Linked DNA regions of Zea mays: region 1 is linked to region 2. The links are chromatin contacts, called in public Hi-C maps. All regions are on one chromosome and are shown on one strand. Each heading gives the region's core, a stretch centred on a gene start, on an enhancer-like site or on the middle of the called end of the contact. The rest is flanking DNA. Distances are from core to core; before and after follow the strand shown.

The links. A called contact is a pair of places that touch in the nucleus more often than the background predicts.
Region 1: a Hi-C map of ear shows a contact between it and region 2, with 1.6 times the contacts expected there. The contact joins the promoter of LOC103632654 here to the enhancer-like site in region 2. A contact is called at or near these places in 2 of 25 Hi-C or Micro-C datasets (ear and leaf).

The regions. Positions count from the first base shown.
Region 1 is chr7:104,855,902-104,862,276 of Zm-B73-REFERENCE-NAM-5.0, forward strand. LOC103632654 reads left to right here and starts at 2,207. Exons shown (of 1, transcript NM_001346421.1): 1 at 2,207-4,237. The coding sequence starts at 2,727. The coding sequence ends at 3,617.
Region 2 is chr7:104,658,647-104,665,305 of Zm-B73-REFERENCE-NAM-5.0, forward strand. No RefSeq gene overlaps it. Among protein-coding and RNA genes, the nearest start is that of LOC100272233, 190 kb to the left of the region's middle. Within about 2 kb of position 1,950, at least 17 of the 20 cell types and tissues checked have an H3K27ac peak or open chromatin away from gene starts, as enhancers often do. A contact at or near this core is called in ear and leaf, where this site is marked.

The DNA of each region.
Region 1 (6,375 bases), core at 957-3,456, 200 kb after region 2:
ATTATGTTTTCCCCCTGTATATTTGATTATTTAAACATGTAGATGTTAGCACATTTTTCTATGAAAACTATCAGAGTTAGATAACTTGTCATAAAGCTAAAGTGACCTACGATACTAAATGGAGGGAGTGGTACGACTGATCTGAAATTTAAATATATTCCCAGCTAAGGTGCGCACCTGGTTCTGATTCTTCTGAGAGGCCAAGTTGATGCCCTCGTTTGTAGATCTAGAGGCTTGGTCAATTCCTCCCTGCATATTCGGATTCGGACATTACCAAGAAGAATTGCACATGGACATGGTGGGGCGAAATTTCACATCTCAATCATCATTGCTTCGATTCCCAGCTTACGATCGTTGACCTGCCTGCCTAGCTGCCTCGCCAACTACAACGTGTTCCAAAAGGGTTAAGAGAGAGGAGCCAAACTGATTTCATTGCTACGTATACGGTTTTTATGTATCGTACATGTAGATGTTGCTTAAATAAGATGTATATTTAAACACGATTATATTTTTTTTTAATTATTGATATGTGTGTATATATTGATAATAACTATTCTTTATATAACGCAAACATACATAAATTAGAGTTGAAACGTTTTATGTGAAGCAACCATGCGCTTGTTGGAAGGAGGTGACACACGAAGAAGCTAATGTTTAAATTATACTTCTTTTATTTTTTTTATTTGTTGCAGTTTAGTTTAAAAATAAACTAGTCGATAACAAATATTCAATAATGGATATAGTAATAGAGTTATATGTCGAATAAGGGTCATGTGAAAAAGTAGTTTGCTTCAATATGAAAAAGGCATACGACAATCGGTCTCACGAGCAAGCACACGGTGCACGCACAATTTGTGATCCCATGCACGGGTGCGTGACGCCGCAAAGGAGATGCGTGGGACCGGCGCACGCAGCAGCGGGCGTGGCTGCACGCACGGCACGTCTGTAACTGCAACAGCGAGGTCTGTAATGGCGTCACGTCGGGCAACGGCGAATGTGGCGGCACGAGAAGGATGCGTGGTGAGAGCGACGCCAAACCACGGTGCCGGCGTGTGCCAATCCAACGAACCCAACACGCAGAATACATGATGCGAAAGGCGATTAATTTCTTTTCTTTTTTTTTTCGTTTCAGTTGCCGACCGTATTCTGGGCCTGTTTGGTTCAGCTTTTTTCTGACCAGCTTTTCTGAAAATCTAGCTGTGGGGAGAATCTGGCTGTGCGAAGAATCTGAGTATCATTACGATTACGTGTGGAGGAAGATAAAGTTGTTTACAGGGCTCAGGATCTAGAAAGTGACGGATTCCTACTATTACAACGACTCAACCGATTATGTGTTTATGTTGATTTTGAATGGTTTTTGTCCCAACGAATTTTATAGAAACTGGCTGAAAAGCTGAGCGTTTGGCAGTCCGCAGCAGCTTTTGGTGACCAGAAGCTGCCAGAAGCCGAAACAAACAGGGCCTATACGTGACGCTCTGGAGTGTGTTTTCCAGACACGCATGGTTCTCTTCTCTGGCATCACTAGCACCGGTGACCAAACTTGCCGTACAAAAAACGGGGCTGAAGGAAATCACCATTGCCGCTCACCCAAATAAAGACTGTTCCGTTCATTGCCGGTTGGGTGTGGTTCAAACGCCTAATGATCGGCCTCAAGTTGCCGATGGGTTCATTCTCCTGGCTGAGAAAAAAAAAATATACATAGTCGCTCTAGCATATTCGATGTGCATCTCCTCGTCTGCCAGCCTCGAGCACCAAACACCGGCGCAACAAACGAGAACCCGCCACGTGTGCTACCACCGACACCAAGCCGTGGAGCAGGACCATACGCGCCAGTACGTGGCGCTCGGCCAGTGGTCAAAGGCTCTGCGGCAGCAGCACCCCGCCGCATCCGATCCCATTCCACGGAACGCCCGTGCAATTATGGCACCGCGTGGAGTCCGCAGGGAGCAGGTCGCTGGTCCACTGGCCAGTGACTCACTCTCCACGCTCTGCCACTGCCACCATCATCGCTGACACGCTGCTGTAGGAAAAGGGGGGCTTCTCGCCGGCGGAGTAGGCGCGAAGCATAGTAATCCGTAATCAGGAATCACTCACTCCTCCAAAAATTACGGCGACACTGCGATGAAACTGAGGGTTAGGGGGGCGCTAATCAAATGCGGCGAGGCCGCGTCGCTATAAAAGAGCTCCTCGCGCCTCCTTTCCACCTCCCCGCCCCACCAAACACTCCCGCAGACCCACAGCCCCGCCCGTCCCCGTCCGTCCACAGCCAGCTCCGCCTCCCATCCAGCGCCCGTCCACAGCCGCCGCAGTTCCAGTGAGATCGAGCGAGGTAAGCTTAGATCTGAGCGATTTCTCTCGCGCGTCGCAGGTAAAGTTCACTCGACTTCGACTCTCTCATCCTCTTCTGTTCTTCCTGGTTCCGTCTTCTTCCTCGAGCAGACAGCGAGAGACCCGTGGCCTTTTAGATCCCGGGCTTCAGATCTGCTGTTTCTTCTTCGGTTTGGTTCTAGTTCTAGCAGTGTACTAGTACTAGTCGTTAGGTTGGTAGCCAAGAGAGGTTCTTTTTCCACACCTCCCTTGCGCAAGTGAGTCCTGTCCTGAGTGGATCTACCCACCACTGCCATCTGTTTTTACTGTGGCTGTTGGGTTCCGCCAGTTTCTTCGTTTGTTCTTGGTTTGCTAGAGAGAGAGGAAAAAAAACAAAAAAACAAAAAAAAACAGTCTAGATGGCTGCTACTATAGATCTGTCAGGGGAGGAGCTGATGAGAGCACTCGAGCCTTTTATCCGGGATGCCTCTGCTCACGGATCCAGTCCGCTCCTCCACCCGCACCAGCCACTTAGCCCCTCGTCGCCGTTCTCCTTCCACCAAGCCGTCGCCGCCGCCTCCTCCTACGGAGGGAACTACCCGTTCGCCGCGGCCGACGAGGCGGGCCAGCTGAGCCCTTCCCAGATGCAGTACATCCAGGCCCGCCTCCACCTGCAGCGTCGCCAGGCACAGACCTCCGTGCTGGGCCCGCGTGCCCAGCCCATGAAGGCGTCCGCGTCCGCGGCCCCCGCCCCGGCGCGGCCGCAGAAGCTGTACCGCGGCGTGCGGCAGCGGCACTGGGGCAAGTGGGTGGCGGAGATCCGGCTCCCGCGCAACCGCACCCGGCTCTGGCTCGGCACCTTCGACACCGCCGAGGAGGCGGCGCTCGCCTACGACCAGGCCGCCTACCGCCTGCGCGGCGACGCGGCGCGCCTCAACTTCCCCGACAACGCCGCCTCCCGCGGCCCGCTCCACGCCTCCGTCGACGCCAAGCTCCAGAGCCTGTGCCAGAGCATCGCCGCGTCCAAGAAGGGCGCCAAGAAGCCGGCCTCCGCCGCAGCTGCCGCGTCGTCGTCCGCCCCCACCAGCAACTGCTCCTCGCCGTCGTCCGACGACGCGACCTCGTCCTGCCTCGAGTCCGCCACCGAGTCCTCGTGCCCGTCCCCGTCGCCGTCCGCCTCGCCAGGGCCGACGGTGCCGGAGATGCAGCAGCTGGACTTCAGCGAGGCGCCGTGGGACGAGGCCGCCGGCTTCGCGCTCACCAAGTACCCGTCGTACGAGATCGACTGGGACTCCCTCCTCGCCAATTAATCGTCGCCCCTTGTTGGCTGGCTGGCTGGCTGGCTCCCATCCTACCCACACTGCCGTCGTGCAGCAGGAGGAGGGTTAAAGAAGGTTAACGGCCGTCGCGCAGATGGGATTTTAGACATCCTGCGCGGGCACTAGTTGGATCATTAGTGCTAATCCCCGTCCGTCCGTTCGTTGGTTGGTTCTGTGTAGATGTCCGTCCGATTCGTTTGGTCCTTGTCACTGGTGAGTCAGTTGTAGATCTCGGGTTATTTAGGGTTTGGTTCTCCGGAGGAGGAGAGAACCACAACCGACGGGAAGCCGGCGTTTTTGTGTCCGGCGTTCTCCGGTGGTGGCCGGTACGTGTCACACTGGTCAGTGACCCCACCCCCCCGGCCGTTCAGGTGTCCGTTGTCCTGGTAGCTGTTTTTGTTGTGCTAGATGGTGTGCTGTGCTCTACAGGTTGTAAAGAGCAGCACGGTGTGATGTGAGGAGATGCTTGTCAAGCAGTAGTGCTCCGTATGATGTATGTTGTAAAATCAGCTAGCTAGCTGTGTCCAGGAGTTGTAATTTGATGAACTGCTACTGTTGGTGCTACTATTGTATGGTTTATTGTTGTATAAACAATCTGTGTTCGGCTGTTCCCCAGTTTTTCCTTGATTTGAATGTTTGCAAGTAATCACGGCCACAGACACAGACGGCGTGCGTGCGTTCGCTCTGATGATATTAGTAGATTGTCTTGAGCAATCTCAGCTCAGAAAGTTCAACGTTCTTTTTATTTACCACAGACACAGACGGGGCGACCTTGATGCGGCGGGTTGCGTTGCGTTTGCGTATCATGGACTGAACACCCAACGGTTGCGTAACGCGTACTACCACTGCTACCATCGATAATATGATCGGTTCAGCATCGTCTGTTGTCATCACTCACCCAAGCGAAGCCGAGGCGTGTGGTTCAAGTGACCTGAACGTTACGGAGCATGCATGGATGGTTCATGAACTGGCTGGCCTTCACGTAGCTAGCATTGAATTGAAGCGAAAGGAAAGCCCTCCATCCGGCAAATTCCTTCCCCTTCCCCCCTACGTATGCGTGATCGGTGACCCGACGGCTAAAACACTGCGGGATATACACCACTGCACTGCTAGGGCGGAGCCAGGAACATAGATTTTTATTTCGTCCAAATAAATTTCTCTATCAAGTAAAAATTTATCATTTTTAAAAGTATTAAATTCATTGGTAATAAAAAAATTAAAGAATTTTAGTCCAAAACTGTCACCGGATAGTTATTGTGTGCGTGACAGATTTGATGCTTCACCTTTTGAATATATAATCATTGAGAGCCAAATATATTAGGATCTGTTGACGCCTTTTTGGAGCGGCAAACACTTAACAAGAACTGTAGCGGTGCCCTCTGCACAAGGGCGGACGGTCCACGCGCAGGGGCCGGACGGTCCGCGACCTGGCGCGAGGCCCGGCGGTGCTCTCTGCACAGGGGCAGACGGTCCGCGCGCAGGGGCCGAACGGTCTGTGGCCTGGTGCGAGGCTAGGGCTCCTGCCTGACGGTCGGACGGTCCACGCGTGCACAGGGGCGGCGGAAGATCGCCGGCGGCGCCTGGATCTCGCTCCCGGGAGAGACCCCGTCGGAGAGGAGAGATCCTAGGAGTTGTCTAGGCTCGGATCGGCCGACCTAGACTCCTCTAATCGACGTAGAGTCGAAGAGAAGCGGAGAATTTGGGGATTGAGAGGCTAAACTAGAACTAGGCTAGAACTACTCCTAATTTGTACTGAAAATAAATGCGAAATAGAAGTGGTATTGATTCGATTGATGATTACAAATCGGCCGTATACCTCTCTATTTATAGAGGAGGGGGGCTGGACCCTTTACAAACAAACTTTCCGAGCTAATTTCGAGAATCTAGCCAATAAACACAGCAAAAAACTCGGAACCCTAATATGTTCTGCGCACGCGTGGACCGTCCGGCCCCAGGGCCGGACCATCTGCCCTCTCTTTTTGGTGTCGAACAGGATCACTTGCTGTTTTGGTAGAAGAAAAAAAACTTTTCAAATCATGTAAAAGTTCAGTGTATCAAATGGTTTTACGGATTATTAAGATTAATGGTCACACTTTCAGTCTCGACTGCATCCACTGAGAGAGCCTTTCACCTACAAAACATATCAAAACACAAATCTACGAAATAAAACGGGAGATGATTTTATGTGAAGTTGATCATCTATATTAATATAGAATTGGTACCTATGATAAGCTCCCATGAATAAGCGAAGTTTTTTTTTAATTTGACCTATCATCGTAGAGACATTATTTTGATTTCTGTTCGAATTAATTATATGGTGCATGTATCTTTTTTTATTAACTTATTCTCTATGCTATACACAAATTAGTATATACATATATACCCTACGACATTTTTTTTACCTTATAGTATTCGATAAATTGCTCATCTCGCTTCAGATTAAATCCGGCTATTTAGACTGCTGCGGCTGCAATATATAGAGAGACAAAAATACCGTACAAACAGTAAACGCCGGTACAGATTAAAGTTAAACGAACAGGCGCTGGTGCGCCTCTAGTGCTGGCGCCAATCAATATAGTACAGTAGTATATCTGTATATCCTCGTTGGCCTGGTGCGCCTTGACTCAACGCACAACTCACTTGAAACCGGGAGCAAAGCAAACAAAGATCACGCCTCCTCACGAGGGACTACGTTGAGCCGAGCGGGGGCACATGCCCCACTCAATTTTCTGGTTTTAATAGACATTTT
Region 2 (6,659 bases), core at 700-3,199:
TCCGCTTCCATCTATTTGTCTGTTTCTGATATTTCTATTCATTTACGCTAAAATTTATACTCATTTACGCTGTTTTGGTTCACGATTTACACTTAAATCCGCTCGAGCCAGAACCCGTCATTTACGCTGTTTTGGTTCACGATTTACACTTAAATCCACTCGAGCCAGAACCCGCGCACGATTTTTACGCCGTAATTTGTCCCCATTTGCCGTTACGAAATCAATCGATGATTTACGCTAAAATTCATACTCATTTACGCTGTTTTGGTTCACGTTTTATGCCGAAATCCGCCCGAGACAGCGCCTGTGGCGATTTTCATGCCGTAATTCGAGACCCATTTGTCGTTACGAAACAGATCGATGATTTACGATAAAATTTGTACTCATTTACGCTGTTTTGGTTCACGTTTTACGCTAAAATCCACCCGATCCAGAACCCGCGCACGATCGGGTGCACACGATTTTTACGCCGTAATTTTAGGCTCCGTTTGCTGTTACAAAACAGATATAGGAATTACGCTAAATTTCGTACTCATTTACGCTGTTTTAGCTCACGTTTTACGCTGGAATCCGCCCGAGCCAGAACCCGCGCACGATTGGCTGCATGCGATTTTTACGCCGTAATTTTAGGCCCCGTTTGCTGTTACAAAACATATATAAGATTTACGCTAAATTTCGTACTCATTTATGCTGTTTTAGGTCACGTTTTACGCTGCAATCCGCTCGAGCCAGAATCAGAACCAGATCGAGCGCGCGTAGATATACCTGACTGGGGCTTCCCATACTAATGGAAGCCCAGGGCTCTAATTACCATCACCCTATATATATATATATATATATATATATATATATATATATATATATATATCACCGTTCAGTGGACGGATGTTGCTGAAGACAGATGTGTATAGTACGAGAATCTTCTCTAAAATTTAGGGTAAAAGAGAGTTTAGAGAATTTGTTGGAGAGATTCAAAACTGAGACTCCGTAGCTTTCGAGGATAGGCTATGATGACCGCCTAGGCAAGGCTTTCCTTTTGCTTTCATTCCACACAGAATGTAGTACATCAACAACAAAATCTATGATGAGTGTCAACTGTTAAGGCGATTCAAATAATGAGCGACTAGGACAAAAGGGCACTTTGGTCGTGCTTTATTGAAGCATAATCATTAACCAAAGAATGGATCATAACACGTACGGATCTACGGTACTCTATTGCGGCGCGTCGTGCACGGTACACGTACACACAAATCAGACCGGCCGCTGCGGCTGGCTCTGGCTGCTCCGCGCGCGCTGGCGTTGCTCGGAGTGCGCGCGCAGCACGGCCAGCTGGGACTCCCACACGTGCCTCGCGAACACGACGCCGCCGGGGCTCGCCACCTCCCCGCCAGTGCCTCCCCTCAGGTCAGCGTTGTACCGAACCCTCCGCGCCGGGTCGGAGAGCGTCTCGTACGCGCGCCGCAGCTCGAGGAAGAGCTCCGTGGACTCGGCGCGCCTCGACGGAGGGCACACGTCCGGGTGGTGCCGCAGCGCCAGCCGCCGGTACGCGCGCTTGATCTCCTCCGCGCCCACGTCCTCCGCGGCCGGGTGCTGCTCCAGGGACAGCACCGTGTAGTAGTCCCTCCTTGTGCTGCCCGGAGCCCGTCCGCCCGCCGCCGACGACGTTGCCGTCGCCCTTGCTGTCACGTTGCAGCAGCGGCGCTTCCGGCCAGGGATGCAGGCGGTGTTGTTAACCGTGGCAGCGCATCTCGCGATGGGCATGGTGCCGGTGCTCATGGCTAGGTAGCTAGCAATCTGCCTGAAATCTGGGCTCAACAACTATGTTTGCAGATGATTGATCAAGAGCCGGTCGAGGTCTCTGGTGGAGATGGCTATGGCGCACGCGCGCGTGTGTGTATATAAGAGAGAGAGAGAGAGTGTAGCGGGCCGGGCGGCAGGTAGGACACGGGCCGAGGACGAGACAAACGAAGCGGGCTGGTGGTACGCGGTTTCGCACGGACGGCTGCCAACGTCGCTGGGGGTGGCGGGGCGGACCGCTGAAATGGAGTCTTGCCAATGGATTTTGTTGGGATGGAGACGGCAAAGACGTGCGCATCGGTTTTGGGTAGAACTTTATTATTTTGGGTGACGAAAGACACAAGAGCATTGCAGCTGCGTCATTTATTTTGTGCCGAGCTGCATACAGAGCAGCGAGAGCCTGCGGCGTGGGACCGAGAGGTGTGTAGCACACCAAGCGTTAAGCTTGCTATATGCAGTGAATTGCCTGGCATTAAGCACCTTGCATTCATATCATAGAATGCATGACATAAGCATCTTGCATTCATATCATAGAGTGTATGACATGGTAGCTTAATTGCATGCGGTTTAATGTCATGGAAGCGTAATTGCATGACATTAAACATCTTGCATTTATATTTCAAATTGATTTTATTGTCATGACATAGACATAAAGTGATATCTCAAATTCTTAAATGGAACTATTGGAAAAAGGGTCATCTTTATCGGTCGGAATCGTCCGTTGTACTGAATTCTCAATCGTAACTGGATATTCAGGATAAAAGGTGTCAATCTTTAGTTCCGGTTGCATGACCCGATATTACTACAAAACACTAACGTGTCAAGCACTCAACTGTACCTATTAGTGCAAGCGTAAAACACAATAAAAACTATCGTAAATTTTGTTTGAAAATACATAAATCACGATGATCATAAAATCCTTAATTTTGAGCTTAAAAATGGTAGTTATAACGGAGGGATGGCTTAAGATGGACACTATGCCAGCAATCATGTGAACCCAACATAATTGATGCGCACGAATACAGGTGATTGTCGTAAATACCACGCGAACATGGATGTCATGGATACCACTGCAACTTGATAAGCAAAGGTTCACGTTCAGTTACGATCTCATAAAGACTGCACTATTTCGAACTATTTTTTTACACGACGAGAATGGAACGTTATACACATGTTAATTTAAGCATACATACACCTAAAAGTCAGCATTAGAGTGGTGTATAAAAATCAACATATACAAATATAAATTAGCATAAATGCCACATGTGCCAATATGCCAAAATATAAGCCCAACCATCTACTAGACAATCATATATTCTATCTAAACTAGCATAAAATGCTTCTATATAGTGTATAAGAAGCGCTCCAGTTGCGCCTAGTGATCATGGGCTATTTAAGCTATTGATCAGCAAATTTGAATCTCTGTATTTCAGGATGTAGTGGGAAATTCTGGTTCCTGTGGTGAGATGAGGTAGTATAGGAGAAGGGTGTGGTGGTCCCGTTAGTTGTTCTGCAAGGCATCTAGTGATTACAGTTGCAACATGGAGAAAATAACAAGTAATCATACTAATAATGGTGTTATAAAAATGTAGCATATAGCATTCTACAGTTGCCATAAAGCTCATCGAGTGATAGCATATCATTTGAACTAAAAGGAGAATAATGAGCGATCATTTGTTGAGAGCATTACCAGATCCATAAATGTTGTGACGGTGCCATTGGTGTAGTCATAGAACTGTATGTGTCTCTTGTAACAAAGAAATCACAGTCATTCGACCCTGCATTCATGGTGGGGTAGTTTGGAGCTAGATTAATTTTGTAGTTGCTAAATTTGATCAAATAAGAGTTTGGCGGACATGTTGCAAAGCTTTGCTACGCCTGTTCATTATTAGTCTGACCCATGGTAATTTTATTCCATAATGGCTAGTTTGGAAATTTCATTTTCTCAAAAAATTCCTATTTTCCCAAAGAAAATGAACTAATTTTCCCTAAAAAATAGAAATCACTTAGAAAAATAAAGTTCTCAAACTAACCCTAAAAGTTATCCACTTGGATATATTATGGTACAACTTCCAAGTTGTTCGGCTGAGTGCTAGACCATATGGATTGGGTTCTAAAGTGCCTATGCAAAGCCTATAAAAATTAACAACATACAGTGACTAGTGTCCCTCCACGTAGTATAGGTGTAAAGCCCAAAATTAGTAGAAGAAAAAATGATAATAATGAAATAAAATAAATAAATAAATTAAAGATTGTGCTTTAGAGATTTTTAAAACCTTTTTGGATTTCTCATGCTTTTGAATGCTCAATTAAAAGGAATTAAGCTAGCCAAATAACAAAATAAATAGATATAGAATTATGCACCTCATGATGGAGTTCTTGCATTTTTACCTTTGTACTCAAAATTTTGAGACAAGTTTAAGTTTGAAAGGTATAATTTGTAGCACCCAAAATCCTATTTTAAAAACTACGAAAAGTTCTCCAAAGATTTCTTTTTGAATTAAATATCATACTTACCTTATTCTTGAAGTTAACATCCCTTGAAACAAATATTGTTTCTAATAAAAGATTTAATAAAAGTACCCCTATATGATTTTAGTTATCCCTCTACTGAAATAGACATTTATAATTATTCTTAAAAGGATTTTTATAAACTAGAGATTTTAATTCTTAAAATACCTATTCTCTATTTTAGCATGTATGAATTTCATATTTAAAATCATTTGTTTAAATAGTATAATAAATAAAATAAATTAAAACAAATCATATTAATGCTGGAATACTTTTGTTTGTGCATTTGTTTTTGAAGATGAAACTCGGACCTAAATTCAAAATGTAATTTGGATTTGAAAAGGGGAGAACACATAAATAGAAAAGAATAAAACCTAACCTGAGCTGATTTTACCCTCCGAGCAGCCTACCAGCCCAACCGCGCACTTGCTACTCACGACAACTGACTTGTGGGTGAAAGGGAAATAGGGTTAACCTTTTCCCAGTATTAATTTTGGTGGTTGAATGCCCAACACAAATATTGGACTAACTAGTTTACTCTAGATTATATGTTCTACAGGTGCATAAAGGTTCAACACAAACCAATAAAAGATTGAAGTTAGGGATCAAATTCAAAGGAGTAAAGAAATCGAGTGTGCTCTGGTCTGGCGCACCGGACACTGTCCGGTGCACCAGGACTGTACAGAGTCCAACTAGCCACTCTCGGGTTTCTTCAGGCGCACTCAGCTATAATTCACCGGACTGCCCGGTGTGCCACCGAACTGTCCGGCGTGACAGCGGAGCAATGGCTACTTCGCGCAACGGTCGACTGCAAAAGCGCGGTGATCAGAGCTATAATGAAGAACAGTGCACGCAGAGTCAGAGCCGCGGGTCAGAGGCGCACCGGACACTGAACAGTATCTGTCCGGTGCGGCACCGGACTGTCCGGTGCCACTAGAAGACAAAGCCTCATCCAAGATTTCTGAGTATCACATTCAATACAATAGCTCTAGCATTCACTCCTAGACACAATTCAAAAGATCAAAGCCTCTCCAAGTCCCAAATTCAACTCAAGCACTTAGTGACTTGTGAGAGAGAGATTTTGTGTCCTTTCTCATTTCTTTTCTCAAGTGATTTGTAATCGAAGCAAGAGACACCCAAGTGTGTGATGGTCCTTGCGGGGTCTAAGTGACCCGGGAGATTAAGGTAAAGGCTCACTCGGTCTAAGTGACCGTTTGAGAGAGGGAAAGAGTTGAAAGAGACCTGGTCTTTGTGACCACCTCAACGGGGACTAGGTTCTATAGAACCGAACCTCAGTAAGACAAATTACCGTGTTCATTCGCTTTATTTCTTGGTTGATTTGTTGTCCCCTCTCTTTTGGACTCGGATTCATTTCTAACGCTAACCCCGGCTTGTAGTGTGTGCTTAAGTTTATAATTTTCAGATTCCGCCTATTCACCCCCCTCTAGGCGACTTTCAATTGGTATCAGAGCCGGTGCTTCATTAGAGTCTAACAACTCGAAGTGATGTCGGGAGGATCCGCCAAGAGAGAGATGGAAACCGGCGAGAAGGCCACAAGCCACGGGAAGGCTCCATCAAGGGAGTCCGGCACCAAAGCCAAAGAGGGATCCCCTCTCCACGTCAAGTCGCATCGGAGTGGCGACAAGAAGAAGATGAAGAAAGTGGTCTACTACGAGACCGACTCTTCGTCGCCCTCCACATCCGGCTCCGACGCGGCGTCCGTCACTTCTAAGCACCATGAGCGCAAGAAGTATAGTAAGATGCCACTTCATTATCCCCGTATTTCTAAGTGTGCTCCTCTACTCTCAGTTCCATTAGGCAAACCGCCACATTTTGATGGTGAAGATTATTGTCTGTGGAGTGATAAAATGAGGCATCACCTAACCTCACTCCACGCAAGCATTTGGGACATTGTTGAATTTGGAGCGTAGGTACCTACGGTGGGGGACGAGGGCTACGACTCGGACGAGGTCACCCAAATACGACACTTTAACTCCCAAGCAACTAATATACTCCTCGCCTCCTTGTGTCGAGAGGAGTATAATAAGGTGCAAGGGTTAAAGAGCGCCAAGGAGATTTGGGACGTCCTTAAGACCGCGCACGAAGGGGATGAGGTGACCAAGATCACCAAGCGGGAAACGATCGAGGGAGAGCTCGGTCGATTCGTCCTCAACCAAGGAGAGGAGCCACAAGCGATGTACAACTGGCTCAAGACCTTGGTCAATCAAGTGCACAACCTCGGGAGCACCAAGTGGGATGACCATGAAATGGTCAAGGTTATTCTTAGATCACTTGTTTTTCGTAATCCCACTCAAGTGCAACTAATCCGTGGAGACCCTAGATATAAACAG